Linked DNA regions of Pan troglodytes: region 2 is linked to region 1. The links are chromatin contacts, called in public HiChIP or PLAC-seq maps. All regions are on one chromosome and are shown on one strand. The core of a region is the stretch at or near the end of the contact, and the rest is flanking DNA. Distances in the headings are between cores, read along the strand shown. Region 1 has its middle 73 kb from the start of NFE2L3. Region 2 overlaps LOC104007134 (a long non-coding RNA gene).

Region 1 (7,370 bases), core at 2,234-4,733:
AATATTATTTTTATTTTGATTTCCCATCATTTAAAAAGGTAAAAACCATTTTTAGCTTATAGGTACAAAACAGATGCTGGACCAGACTTGGCTGCAGGCCATAGATTGCCAAGCCCTGATCTAGATCATTGAAAATAGGACAAATTATGCGAGAATGAAATGATCACTGTAAGAGGACTCCCCATCCTATTCTAGATCCTTCTGGACGTTAGCCAGGGTCTAAGTCTCGTGCTGGATGTTCCTTTTTTAAGAAATCACTTTCCACTGAATCTCCCCTTCAACCTCAGAGTCAGCCTGCTCTCCTGGGTTGCTCAGCGCCTCTCCTGGACCCCTACTTAGACTGCCCCTTCCTAGGCAGTTTTCCTTCCTGCCTCTTCCCCCAGCCTCCTATCTCCTTAGAGAACTGGTATAAGCTAAAGTGCTTTTTCAAAATCTCTATTATGTGTATTTGCATTTTAAAGGAGGTTTCTGGACAGGGCAATTCAAAGATAGAACTCTGGAGCATTTAGCCTGGGAAGATGGGTGTGGTGCATTTGGGGGGTGTGGAAGAAGGAACTTTTGCGCAGAGAGATTCTTATCACTCTTACAGTCATACTGAACAGAGCCTGGGAGGCTGGCCCTGACCAAGAGCCCCAGGGCCACCAAGACCTTTGGACTAGGCTTGGCTGTAGGTAGGGAAAGGCTATTGCTATACTGTGGGAACCCCTAGGGGCTCTTTACCTAACAGCTGTGATTAATGAGTTGAATGGAGGAGGGGATGACTTCCTTCCTTGGCCCACTCAGAGTTCCCTGGAGGTGACAGCCACTCCAGGCACTCATCTCTGTGGCAGGCACCCCGTGGGAAGAGGTTGCATCAGCTCCAGGGTCTTTTCAGTTGTATCAGGTGGTCCTTAAGAACTGTATGTGGTTGAGACTCTGAACTCCTGGACACAGCAGAGAAGCAGAAAGTTGCCTTCTCAAAGGGGCACGTGCTCCCTGAGCTGTTTTATATCCCTGAGCTTTCCTGTGTCTTATGATTGTTTTCCCTCTGCCCCCTCCCCAAATATCCATTACAGACACTTAATCTTGTGTTAATTATGTATATGTTTCTGAGCCTACCAAATTCATCTGCATGTAGAAGTTTACTTTTATCCCATGTCATAGTTGTGGGGGCCAAGGCTCTTTGTCCTGTAAAGGTTTGCTGAAAATCACTGAGATGAGGCAGGTTGATTAATTGGAGAAAAGGCATATACACTTATTTAACGTGTGTTCACCGGAGCCTTCAGCATGAAGACTCATAGATACAGGGGAAATTGTCCACTTTTATGCTTAGGTTCAACAAAGTATGGACAGCCATATGGGAATATGATTGGAGGAAAAGCATAGATCTAAGGCTAATAGAATGAGTGGGGAAGCCCAGCAAGAGCTGTCTGTCTAGATTCTCCCTGGCCTCTCTGAGCACACATTTCTTCCTTCTGGGTGTGGGGCAGGACCCTCTCTGGAATGGGGGTCTTATGACCTACTATCAAACAGGGTAGGTCAGATAATTTATTTATGGCCAGTTTTAATTTTTATTATTTATTTATTTGAAACAGAGCCTTGCTCTATTGCCCAGCCTGGAGTGCAGTGGTACGATCTCAGCTCACTGCAACCTCCGCCTCCCGGGCTGAAGCAATTCTCCTGCCTCAAACTCTTCAGTAGCTGGGACTACAGGCGTGAGCCACAACGCCTGGCTAATTTTTGTATTTTTAGTAGAGATGGGGTTTCACCATGTTGGCCAGGCTGGTCTTGAACTCCTGACCTCAAGTGATCCTCCCGCCTTGGCCTCCCAAAGTGCTGAGATCACAGGCATGAGCCAAAGTGCCCAGCCCATATGGCCAGTTTTTATACAGATAGGGTGGAGGGAAAGTTAAACTAATATTTTAAGGTTTTATGGCTGGCTTTGGAAAAGGCTTCTGGTTTCTATGGCTAGCCTCCGAGGAGAATGGGACTAAGAGACAGGAGGGCAAGAGAAGGTCAGAGAAAATCATTTGCTTCTGAGGCTGCTGCTGAGGGCTTCATTTTGGGGTGTTGTTTTCTGAGCCCCAGCACAGTCTTTCTGGGAAGGTGGGAGGGTACCTGACTCCGTTTATTGTAGATCCAGCTAAGACTCCATGGCTGTCCAGAGCTTTCTCTGTGGTTTTCTCATGGTAACTGCAAATGGTGAAAGGAGGATATTTGGCAGGACTGTGCTCAAGGAATAGCAAGATAGAAGAAATGCCTGACCACTGTCCTCCCAGAGGTAGAATATTCCCAGGGAAATGCCTTTCTTTGTCAAAGTCTCTTTTCTTTTTTCTTTTCCTTTCTTTTCTTTCCCTCCTTTCCTTCCTTCCTTCCTTCCTTTCTTTTTTTCTTTCGCCAGCTAAGTATATGCATGTACTTTTGGACCTGGAGAAACAATAGAATGTACTGTTGTATTTTTATTCTCTTTGATTTCTTAAATTCCAGAATTTTCCTTTTCCTTTTTTGGGGAGGAAAAAAAGTAAAATAAATAGTTAAACTGTGATATGATTTGACATTCCCCTGTAGCTTCAGAAAGGAAATTTATATAATACATATCTGTCTTTCGCTGTTTTCTCCCTCCAAGGTCAAGTTTGGTTTTTAGATGTGGCTTATAATATCTTTATATTGTTAGAGGGTTTGAAACTCATCAATATTTGAACAACATCCTGAATTGGGTGGTGTGTGGGTTGTGTTATATTTGGCCTCTGTGTCTGCCTCAGAGGTGGGGGTTTTAGGATGGATTGATTAACACAGAATGTTAAGCCTAATAATGAAATTGTGGATGGTTCTGAGCTTGGAGCTGTCTATTCAGACTTTCTGCCACTGAACAGTGTGGTGGCTCCATTCACCCCATGCTGCTTTTTCTAGACTCGTCTTCACTTACTACACTCACAGATTCCAATTTCTATTCTTGGCTGAACAGAGGAAGGGAGCCTTGAATACACAGGCAGGATTAGGCACATGAGTGGATAACCCACTTACAGTAGCCCACTTCCAGACAGCCCAAATTCTAGAAGAGCATCTAAAGAGGGATGGGTATTATTTCAATTTATTTCCATTTAATTCTCTGCATCCTTGGTCTAAGCACAGCTGTGTCACTGTGGTGATGTCCCTTGCCTATTGGGGATGATGATTGGAGCTGGGATGGCATATGGTAATAACAGATACCATTTATTATTGAGCATCGACAGCAGAACTAAGAAGATGTATATGGGTTATCTCTTTAGTCCTCACAGTAACTCTGCAAGGTGGCATTTTCTTCATGCGGCAGATGGGAAAACCGAGGCTAAGAAGGATTACTCAACTTGCCCCAAACCACACAGCTTGAGTAGCAGGGCTACTCCAGCTAACTCCAGCTGTCTGTGCGCTTTCAACTCTGTTACCCCGCTACACCTGATCCCGCGGGCACAGGGCATGCGCGGGCGGTGTGGGCGCGTCAGGTCCTTCTCCCTTTGTCTGCAGTGAGTGATCCGCGCGCCCCCTGCCTGAGCCATCCCCGCTTTGCTTTGTCTGTTGCATTGTTGGCGAGACCTCTACTGCCTGAGTAGTTTGTTCAGTGCACAGTAAAGAGCTCTTTAGTTTTATTGAAATTATGTTTATGTTAAAATTATGTTATCCAAAATCTTGGATTACAGAGCAGCAGAACTGTTTGCAAGGACTACTGTTTAGTGAGTTGTTACAGAAACACCTTGTAAAATAATGAGTTATGTGAGCTGGAAGAATCAAAGATGTGGAACTGGGCAATGTAAACAATTTATTCCTGCCAGTAACAGCTGTAAAATGATGATAGCGCAAGTCTCTTGACTTTATTCCCTTACTCTGATTTTTATTTTACAGTACATTCACTTCTAGATCTTGTTGCTAGTTTTAAAAAAAAATTTAATTTTTTTTTTTTGAGACAGGATCTTGCTCTGTTGCCCTGGCTGGAGTGCAATGGTGAGATCACAGATCACTGCAGCCTGGAACTCCCTGGCTCCAGCAAGCCTCCCACCGTAGCCTCCCAAGTAACTAGGACTGCAGGTGTGTGTGCCACCATGCCCGGCTACTTTTTTTTTTAGTTGAGATGGGGGGTAGGTGGGGAGGGTCTGCCTATGTTGCCCAGGCTGGTCTTGAGCTCCTGATCGCAATGGATCCTCCCACCTCAGCCTCCTGATGTTAGAACTATAGGTGTGAGCCACTGCTCCTGGCCATAGATCTTTTTTTTTTTTTTTAATACCTCACTCAATTTTTTAGAATTTTTTTTTTGTATCAAACATAATGGATTTCACATTGTTTTAAAAAGTAATTGGGAAGGAATACTGTTTCAGAGGACAGCTTACAGAAATCTCTACTATATGACACAGTTTCTTGTTGGTAAACACCATTAAAAAAGTTCAGAAGATTCCATAAGAACTTATAAATTACCTATGGTCTATTTAGAATCCTAAACAAATACACAGTGATTTACAGTGAACTGAGAGAGGAAGATCTAGGAAGAAGACATTTTAAATTTGCTTGGCTCTTTTCTTTTCTTTTCTGAGACAGAGTCTCACTCTGTCACCCAGGCTGGAATGCAGTGGTGCTACCTCGGTTCACTGCAACCTCTGCCTCCCAGGCTCAAGCAATCCTCATGCCACAGCCTCCCAAGTAGCTGGGATTACAGGCGTGCATCACTACGCCCAGCTAATTTTCTTTGTATTTTTTGTAGAGACGAGGTTTTACCCTGTTGTCCAGGCTGGTCTCAAACTCTTGGGCTCCAGTGATCTGCCTGCCTCGGCCTCTCAAAGGGCTGGGATTACAGCTCTGAGCCATCGTGCCCGGCCCCCGATTTTATTTTAAAAAATACATTTAGTGACAAAACATCGCTTTCTACCTACATACTTAATTTTGGTTTCTCTCAGTTTTATTTTGTTTTTGACACATTTAAATTCCCTAAATACTGTAATAAAAACATTCTAAATACATTCTAAATATTTTAAGCCATTTTTTCCCTCTCTCCCTCCTTCCCTCCCTTCCTCCTTCCTTCCCTTCCTTCCTTTCTTCTTCCTGTGTTCCATCTTTCCTTCTCCCTTTCCCTCTCTTCTTCTTCCTTTTAATCACAAGGTGCCTTCCCCTGTTAGGAATGAGACAATCATTTTGTAAAAATATTAATTTAAAAAATTTGTTTAGAGATGTCCTTTGAAATGAAGCTTCCATACTTTTCATACTTTGGAATTTTTCAAAAATATTCGTCTTGAAGGAAGTCTTGTTAAAATCTAAAGGACCGAGAAACATATTTTAGTTCTAAGGTGTTTTTATAGAGACTCTGATAGCAAATGAATGGAAAGAAATACTGCTTTATGCACTACGGAAATGCAATGATTATCCTGCTGCCAACGTAACCTGGAGTGATATATAATCACCTCTCCCTGGCCTGGGAGATTAATGAAATGACTCTAATTTTGGCAACCCTTCACACCAACAGTGGGTAACATAACTCTAAGTTGATTTGAGCAAAGGGCAGAGCAAACTTTAAACAGAGCATCATGGCTTCTACTCACTTTGGTGACATTCAGAGTGCTATTTCAGCCCTATTTGATGAAGGTTGTCTGGGACCTCCTCAGCCTCTGTTTCCATGCCTGTACCAAGATGACACTGACTGCAGTCCAACTTGCCTCCTCTGTCAGATGACATGCCCTTCAGATGATTGCGTTTGCCAGTTAATAAACAGTCACTTTTTGAAATGGAATCTCTCTCTGTTGCCCAGGCTGGAGTGGTATTATCTTGGCTCACTGCAACCTTTGCCTTCCAGGTTCAAGCAATTCTTCTGCCTCAGCCTCCTAAGTAGCTGGGACTACAGGCACCTGCCACCACACCCAGCTAATTTTTGTATTTTTAGTGGAGACGGGGTTAAGCTGTGTTGGCCAAGCTGGTCTCCAACTCCTGACCACAGGTGATGCACCTGCCTCGGCCTCCCAAAGTGCTGGGATTACAAGCATGAGCCACCGTGTCTGGCCCACTTGGTGTTTTGATCAGTCTTATAGGAATGTATACCTTGTGTTTTAAGATTCAACCATTTTTTTGGTTACTGCTTCACTTCTACCTCTTTCAGTTATTCATGCTACCTAAGTCAAAAGGGGCTTCTCCTTTGCAGCCGGCCCATAAGACAAGACTCTCAAGGCGATCTGCTTCTGTGGTAGCTAAGAGAATGAGCTTTGGAGGCTCACTGGCTGGGTTCAAATCTGCTCCCATCAGCACCTCATGAGGGTGTTATAATGATTAAATGAGGTGCTATGTGCAGGAAAACACAGTGCCTACCACAGAGAAAAAGGATTTTAGTGTTTTTTTTTTTTTAAACAAAACCTTCTGAATGTTTTGGTTCAATGGTTTTCTTCTAACAGCTTATATTATATTATCAGAGCCCATTGATCATAATGGCCAATAACATCATGAAAGGAGACATGGCACTTCTGGTGGAGGAACATGACCCCTCCAATAAAGCTGTCCTGTCAAAATATCAAGCCCATATCTATTCAAGCCTCCGTGTAACTACCACTTCTCAGAAAATAATAGGGCACAGGCGGCACAGCCCAGAACATGGGAACCCCTAGAACAAATGACTCAATGTCTTCAATAAGGGAATAGCCAGAAAAAGTGTGTGGGGAGGGAACCTCAGATTAAAATAATGTCAATGGGATGGCAGCCAACTGCCACATGTGGACAGGTCCATTTAGGAGACAACTGGGAAAAGTAAACATTGACTGGACACTTGATACAATTAAAGACTTATGGTTAATTTTTAGTAGTTTTTTTTTTTTTTTTTTCGAGACAGGACCTCACTCTGTTGCCCAGGATGGTCTTTTCTCAGGCAATCTGCTTGCCATGGCCTCCCAAAGTGCGGGGATTACAGGCATGAGCCACCACACCTGGTCAATTTTTTTAGTAGTGATAATGGTTTTGGATTGGTTTTTAAAAGGTCTTTATTTTTAGAAATGTGTATGTAAATATTTTAGAAATATGCACTTAAATATTTATTTCAAATTTACGGATGAGATGATATGATGTCTGAGTATAGAGGGAACGAGAGTGGCACCACTGCCTTGGTAATTGTTGGAGCTGCCTGGTCGGTAGATGGTGGCTTATCATGCTGTTCTGTCTACTTTTATGTATGTTGAGATTTTTCAGGAGATGAACTAAAAATGATCAAAACAAAGCAAAATAACTACAACAAAAACAACCGTGCCAAAATCTAGCGGACCCTCAATATAAAGCAGCACATTCCCGCAGTTCCTCCACCTGCTTTCTGCTCAAATCATGGTGCCCGTTTCTAGGTCATTGATTACAAGAGGCTTCCTTACTAGGGCAGGTGATTTCCCCCATCATGGTTTATT
Region 2 (7,370 bases), core at 2,905-5,404, 290 kb before region 1:
CCACCACACCCGGCTAATTTTTGTATTTCTTTTTTTTGTAGAGATGGGTTTTTGCCACCTTGCCCAGGCTGGTCTCAAACTCCTAGCCTCCAGCAATCCACCTGCCTCGGCCTCCCAGAGTGCTAGGATTACAGGTGTGAGCCACCGTGCTGACCTCACAGTGAATATTACCATATGAAAGTCACTGAGAAGTCCTGCAGAAAAATTAATATTAAACTTTATTTAGCCCAACGTGTCCAAAATGTAACTGGCCATGGAAACCTCCATCCTGGTTTTTTTTTTTTTTTTAGCTTATTAGCATTTAGTAAACTTCTTAGCATTCCTCAGAACTAGCGCTGTAGGGAACACCTTTAGGATGTTCTGTATCCAGTCTTTTTATTGTACTGATGAGGAAATTGAGGTCCAGAGAGGTTGGGAACCGCCTTTGGGTACGTGCCAGCCACAGAGCCAGAACCTGATTCACCAGACATCCTTCCAAATCAACACTCTCTCCGGTAAATCACACTTCAGTATGTCTATTCCATACCTCTAATATATAAACAGTACACACAGCACATGAGTTGATAGCCTTGTAACTGCCAACTTACAAATCACCCTTTAAAAAAATACAAAGAAATCACTAGGTGAGAGCTGAGATCATGTATACAAACTTGAAGTGTGTTTATATACACTATTAATCGCCCTTGTCATGGTTTATACTAGTTATCCAAGTCTTGCTGGTATCAATTGTTTATCCTCATTGCCTTCTCACTGAAATAATACTACCAATAACAAATACTAGCTCCCTTTTTGCTCTCAATGTGAAGGATAACATTAATATATTGATGCAAATTTCTAGCATTTATCTTTATGCATTCATTTAAATAGAGCCAAAACTAAAGAAATCACTTGTTAACAAGATAATCAAAAACAAATCCTTATACTGAGCACTTCATTGATAGGTCAAATCCCATTATCACTAACTAAAAGGAAAATTCTTTACTTTGGAATTTGGTTGAATTTAAGACAATTTTCAAAAAAGAAAAATAAGAATGAAGAGGGGGGCATGGAAATCTTTGTTTTTGCAAGAGTTATAACTATTTGTCATATTAAAAAGTAAATTACGTTTGACTGTAAACTTGAAAAGGTAGGTAACATACAAATTTTTTTTAGAAAATCATATTTTGAGAGCAGTCAGTACCCAACTTTAAAGAGTATTTATGAATAATAACATATTAGGAAAGATCAATTGGGATTTCTGTCTAAAAAGTTAAATATTCAGTGCCTGTGATCTGTATTTGTTACCTAAGGCTTCTTTATCAGCAGAAGAAGGCAAATGATACCCTGCAAATGTTTCCAGCATGCAACTTTGCTTATCTCCCTGTATTAATGATCTGTATGGCAGCTGTTATATTAACCTTATCACATAGTACAGCAATAAGGGAAAACTATTGTGAAGGAAGAAAAAAAAACCATTTTGTTTAATCTCTGGGACCTTTTTTGAACCTAGCAATTTTCTGATTGTCAAGGGTGGAAAAAAAATGAAAGTTAAACTTTTACTGAGTTTATTTACAATCTCAAAGAAGAAACTGGACATTTCCAAATGGGTGATTCAGTAAACATCATAAAATTTGAAGAGGACACAGATTAAATTATCAATTAAACGCTCATTATGTGAGTGCTGGGTTTCATGGGGTCCACTAGGGAGCTCCCACCAGGAGTCAGGAAGCGGCTCCTGAGAAAGGCAGTCTCTCCTTCAGGGCTCTGAACCGCTCATTTATGAATATGACATTACCAAAAAAACTCCCATTTGCCCCTCGTAAGACTTCTACTTCTTTCTTCATACAGTCTCTATGTGCACACAGATGAAATTCAGAGGCTCTGTCTTTTAATCCCTCTTTAACTTGGATAATATCAAACCTGACCCTGACACCATTCTACCTTCTCTTCTCTCAAGGTATTGAGAAATCACCTAACTCTATGATTGCAATTAATGTTTGGTTCAGCTACAAATGCTTGAGCTCAACCCACGTACTAGCAGAATGAACACAAGCCCCTTCCACTCCCCCAACTAGGCAATATGCTTTTTCCTTTTTTTTTTTTTCTTTCATTATCCCTTTAATACAGAGCAGGGCTACTGATTAGCAAGAGGCAGTTTGACTCCAGCAATAGGTCTTCTTCACTAAGCCTCACTGTCATGGAAATTCCAGCTGCTACAAGAATAAGAGGCTCAATCCATATTTGCCAGCTCTAATATGAAATCTGTCAGAGCCCAAATTAATGAGTTCCAAATTCCTTACATCACGATAACAGGTTAAGACTGGTCAATTAATTACATAAATCCTTCCCGATTCATTGTGCGTTTGCAGCCCAGATTGTGTCTTACATTACTCCATGACACAAGGCCTTTTGGCTCCTGTTGTTCTGCAGAAAGGCCCCATTTAAGTGGAGGCTGCCTGCCACGGCAAAATGTTAAATGTCACACGTTAAATTTGCACTTTTCTGTAATTGCTTTTGTTTAAAAAAAATTTAAACGAAAGCACAGGGCTCCCAGTACACCGCTATGCAGAGAGCTGGGACTGTACTGCACGGATCCCAGGGCAGGTCAGTACCTGTGTTTTACCTCTAAAACACAGGTTTTAGAGCACATGCTCCCCAGTACCGGCTCCTCTATAAGCAGTGGAACCCAGAACGTGCATATTTGTGAAAATAAGCCAAGTTTCCCTAAGATCTAAGATTCCTGTCTTTATGAAAGGATTAAAATAGGATTCTCTACATAGCCGGCTTCTCTTGTCTACCAGTAAAAATATGGGGTATCTTAAACACTGCTGATCTAATCATCTTTCAGAAGCGTGTGCATATTATATTTGCATAGGCCTTGGCTTTAAAAAAAAAAAAAGGTATTCCAGATGGCTTTGCTATTTGTATTTGTCACTGTAACACACCTACAGAGAGTGGTCTGATTGAGGACCTCATAATCATCCAGGCCAAATCTTTTCCTTTTTATAACATCACAATGTGCCTGGAATCACAGCTAGTTAAAACTCGACCTGGATGTGTGACCTCCAGATTCCTAGCGTGGTCCCTCCACCCCATTACATGTCTCTGTGGACTTGTACGCACGTAGCTGCTGGGTACCGAATGGGACCGGTTCTGGTTGTGTTTCCTGAACCATCTTATTGCAGGCTATGGGTTCTGCGAATACACGAGCGACCAAATGATGCTCTTAAGTACAACCGACACCTACGTAGGGAACAGGTTCTTTCTACTTGGGAGCCCTAACACCACTCCACTACGCGGGCAGCTCGCCAGACCCAACCAAGGGCGCGTTCTGCAGTGGGCGGCTGCAGCCTCCGCACTGGCCCGGCAGCGCCCCCTTCTGTCCTCCGGCGGCCTGGCACCTGATGTGTCACAGGCCGCGCGCTTTTTCCGGGGACTAGAACACAGTCCCGCTTACGGGGCTTCTGCCTAAAGCGGGTGGAAAACTTGTATCACCCCCCTACACACACACACACACACACACACACACACACACACACACACACACCCTGATCCAGGCCCTTTTCTGGACCTGGAGACACGCACTTCTTCCCCAGTAGCCCAGTCCTACCACCAGGCGCGACCGCCCCCTCCCTCTCCAGACGGAAGGGGGCAGGTTAATGCAGCCGCGCGCCCGCCGGGCAGGTTAGGTTCTCAGGGGCCTAGAAGGGAAAGGGGTTAACTAATGTGTGCGATGCGTGTGCAGATGACAAAATTCAGGGCACGTAGAGTTTGCCCGGCCCCACCGCGTCCGCTCGCGGGGACCCTCGGGGGCCGGGCCCCACCGGGCCGGGGCAGCACGGTGTAGCCCCTCCTCCGGCCGGGCGCGAGCGTCTGCAGAACAAAGCCTGGAGTCCAGCCCCGGCCCCGGCGCGGCCGCCCCTCAACCAACCCCCAGGCGGCAAGGCCCTCTCCACGCGCGCTCTCCAGCCTGGCGGGGCCCTGGAAGCCGGGACACGCGGAGGCCGGGAGGGTCATCGGCGTTTAAGGCAGCCTCCCACACCCAAGTGCACCGCCCGGAGCCCCTCTGCACGAGGGCTTTCTGCTTATTGCTCTTTTCCCCAACAGCCAGAGTCGTCACGGTAGCGCGGGAAGGGGCCTCGCGGGCCGTCTGCAGCAGGTGCGGCCGGGAGCCGCAGGCCCGCGCGGTAAATCGCTGTCTCTTTGCGGTCGTTGTTCCCATTCACCGCCCGCCGCCCCCCCGCCCACCAGGGTTCTTTTTTTTCTTTCCGCCGCGCAGTTGCCATGGGTTACCAGGGCGGTTGCCATGGGTTACCGGACCGAGGCCGGTTGGCTCCCTACCTGTAGCCCAGTCGCCGCCGCCGGCGGAGCGGCCTGGGCGGGACGCGGCGGGAGCGCGCGTGTGCGGGACGCAGCGCGGGGGATGCGCGCGGGCCGCGGAGGCGCCGCAGCCAACAGGCGGCCGAGGGTGCAGCCGCGGGAGCGCCACCGCCAGTGGGGTGGGGGGCAAAGCTGTAAAGAAGGCCCAGAGGTAAGAAACTAGCAAAAAACACAACCACAAGTTATGCCCGTGCTGTGCCTCTAGCAGCAAAGACAAGCGGTGTGGGGTTGGATGAATCTACACTTCTCGTCGGGGGAGAAAGGGTATTTTCCTCTTTAGCATAAGCCATTTACATAGTGTCTTTAGACCAGAGTTTAAATTCAGCAGGAAATTGTAGCTTAATGGTTTTTTTTTTCTCTTTTCCTCTATATCTTTTGAAAAGAAGTCTTTGGAATTTTGGAGAAAGAGAAAGGGTCATTAACTACCAGAGTTTGCGCAGCTAAAATAAATTAGTGTCCAATGCACTGCTCATGATCTAGAAAAGTTTGCAGTAGGAGTGAAGTGCAATTGTGTCTGCTAAAAAGGGACAATGGTGACTCGTTTGTAAGATGCATATGGCAAAGAATAGAACCAAAGTCCTTTGTGTATATAGCAAATGTTAAAGAAGTTGTTGCTTATTTACATCCTTCTGAAATTTTTGAACTCCACTCTATTAAAATTATTAATTTCTTATGACCTTTATTTGCAAAGAAAATTCTATGCTTTGAATGTCAAATTGCAGTAACTAATTTCAGACAGTATTTTGTATTTGAAAATGTGTTTATATATAATTAAGAAAAGGTCTATATTCCAAACAAAAACACAAAATTGTACTGAAATTGTTTCCTTCATTGAAAAGATGTTGCCTTGTATTCACAGGATACCAGCTAAGTAATTTAAATATTAAGAGGAAGACTATTTAGAAACAGAATAAGCTTTGTTATTTTCGTTTTAAAATGTTAAGGGGCCTCTAATGAAAAGGGGTTGTCTTTTATAGCTCAAATACTGAAAACCTTATTGGTACCACAGTAGCTCAATAATAATGAATCCTTAAGGCATCCAAAAAATACAAACCAAATTCAAAACAACGTCCAGTTTACTGTTGGATATAACGGTGATTGTGGCCAGGCTAAATGAAGTTGTTTAACTTCTTAATTGTCATAAAAGAAATTTTGTTCTTTTACTTTATACTGCATATCACTTGTTTGTATTTAATTATTCAATAAAATGTGGACTAGGTTTGAAAAACTGGCAAGATACTTAATATCTTAAGGAATAGTATCTGCTTAAAAATAAATACTTGTTTGTCCCTAGTAATTTTTAAAACTTGAAATTTTAACTAGAATTAAGTAACTTTCTTCTAAGTGAGACTTTATAAGAAGCCGAAGTAACAGGTTGTTGACGTTCAGTGCTGTTGACACCTTTGGGTTATATATAAATCTAGTTCTACAACAAAACACGTAAGTTGGCTTTATAGGTGAATAGTTTACCCTTTCAGAATTAGCCAGGGAAAATGCAGTTTTGCTGTATTGTAATCATAAAGAATCCAGGATTAGAATTCTTTACATTTAAGTCACATTAAAAATAGTGTTAAATAAACATCTATTCAAGTTAGCTACATCAGTAATTATTTTCTTTTTCCTAAAGAAAGCTTTATAAAAAATATGCCAGAGAAAAATAAGAGACAAAGCAAGAAAACCACTGGGAACTGAAGTTCATCTAAATATCTCAGCTGCAAGAAATCAGTTTTAAGAAGCCAGTGTGTGGACACTGAAACAACTAAACCAAGGCTAAAAGCCTCAAATATGTACAACTATAGCTAATATTAAACCATGTTTTACCAAATTTCCTCATAAAAAATAAAAAACACTGAGTTTGGGTCTAAGGCAGAATATATTCTCTTGTATAAAATAAGTGATCCGGCAAAGTTGATTTTTTTTCACGTTTAATGTAAAAATGATCTCATGACATTTACATACTAAGTATTAGGCATTACATAATATTAATTTTGATGGCTATGTTACATCATCTAAAAATAATATGACAATTGGTGGCATAGTATGTGTTTTTCAAAACTGCTGTAAAACAGAAATAGTATGAACTCAAATACATATTGCTGAAGGGATGAGGATCGCTCTTAAATGCCTGGATGACATGAACTTTACATAGTAGCATGGTAAGAAATTACTAAATCTTTTCTTTTCCTGTATTAAAATAATGAGGATCTAAGACACATTAAATCAAAATATTTACAAAAATTTAATGATGTTTTAGACCAAAGAAAAAAAAGGACAAATTAAAGAAATCATTCTTATTCTAAATTTAATTTTTTTAATGTTAGTTCTTAGTTTTCTTAGCTTTTTTTTCTGTTGGTTCTTTGAAACAAGCATTGTAAAGACTTTTTAATAATACAATAGCTTTTAAACTCTTAGTGAAAATGAAAAGGTTGCTTTTTGTAGTAGCCTCTGCCACTCTTCAATTAGGCTGGGTAACAAAGCAACAAGTTATCCTAGTTATCTGAAAATATCTTCCTGTTAGTTTCACAGAAATATTTTGTACCATTCAACATGGATGAAACTTGGGTAATTATCTCAAGAAAATGTTGCCTCATCTGAAATCTGAACTTCAAAATAGTTTATCTAAGATATCTTTGGGACACTAAAAAAAAAGACATTTTATGAAAATTATACCAATCTTCAAGTAGATGCTTTAAAAGAAGGGGCTTTTTAAAAATGAATAATTATTTCTGAAATTAGCAAGTCGACATCCTTTTCGAAATTATGGGACTATTTATTGGTAAAATTAAATTTATTAATCTTTATAAAATCCTTCCTCTGATTTAAGTAATAAGTAACCACCACTGATACTGAAAGTTATCTAGTGATAAGAAATTGCACATTTAGTCAAAAAATAAATCATTAACCTGATTATACAATGATAATGAAAACAAATTATTTGTCTCCAGAAACCATTTGTTGAAGCTGATTTTGGACAATGAAAATGTATTTCTGAATCTATATATTGCAATTAT

Evidence for each region. HiChIP or PLAC-seq counts read pairs in DNA pulled down with a chosen protein or histone mark.
Region 2: a contact with region 1 is called in an H3K4me3 HiChIP or PLAC-seq map of stem cell-derived excitatory neurons, with 3 times the contacts expected there. The contact joins two enhancer-like sites. A contact is called at or near these places in 1 of 7 Hi-C or Micro-C datasets (induced pluripotent stem cells), 1 of 1 datasets of contacts at active chromatin or transcription factors (stem cell-derived excitatory neurons) and 1 of 1 other capture datasets (stem cell-derived neural stem cells).

The regions. Positions count from the first base shown.
Region 1 is chr6:31,882,599-31,889,968 of NHGRI_mPanTro3-v2.0_pri, reverse strand. No RefSeq gene overlaps it. Among named protein-coding and RNA genes, the nearest start is that of NFE2L3, 73 kb to the left of the region's middle. Within about 2 kb of position 3,483, at least 6 of the 24 cell types and tissues checked have an H3K27ac peak or open chromatin away from gene starts, as enhancers often do. A contact at or near this core is called in stem cell-derived excitatory neurons, where this site is marked.
Region 2 is chr6:32,178,010-32,185,379 of NHGRI_mPanTro3-v2.0_pri, reverse strand. All of the region lies in intron 1 of LOC104007134 (a long non-coding RNA gene), which reads left to right. It overlaps SNX10 (sorting nexin 10), which reads right to left. Exons shown (of 7, transcript XM_001161850.7): 7 at 6,268-7,370. Among named protein-coding and RNA genes, the nearest start is that of SNX10, 85 kb to the right of the region's middle. Within about 2 kb of position 4,154, at least 16 of the 24 cell types and tissues checked have an H3K27ac peak or open chromatin away from gene starts, as enhancers often do. A contact at or near this core is called in stem cell-derived excitatory neurons, where this site is marked.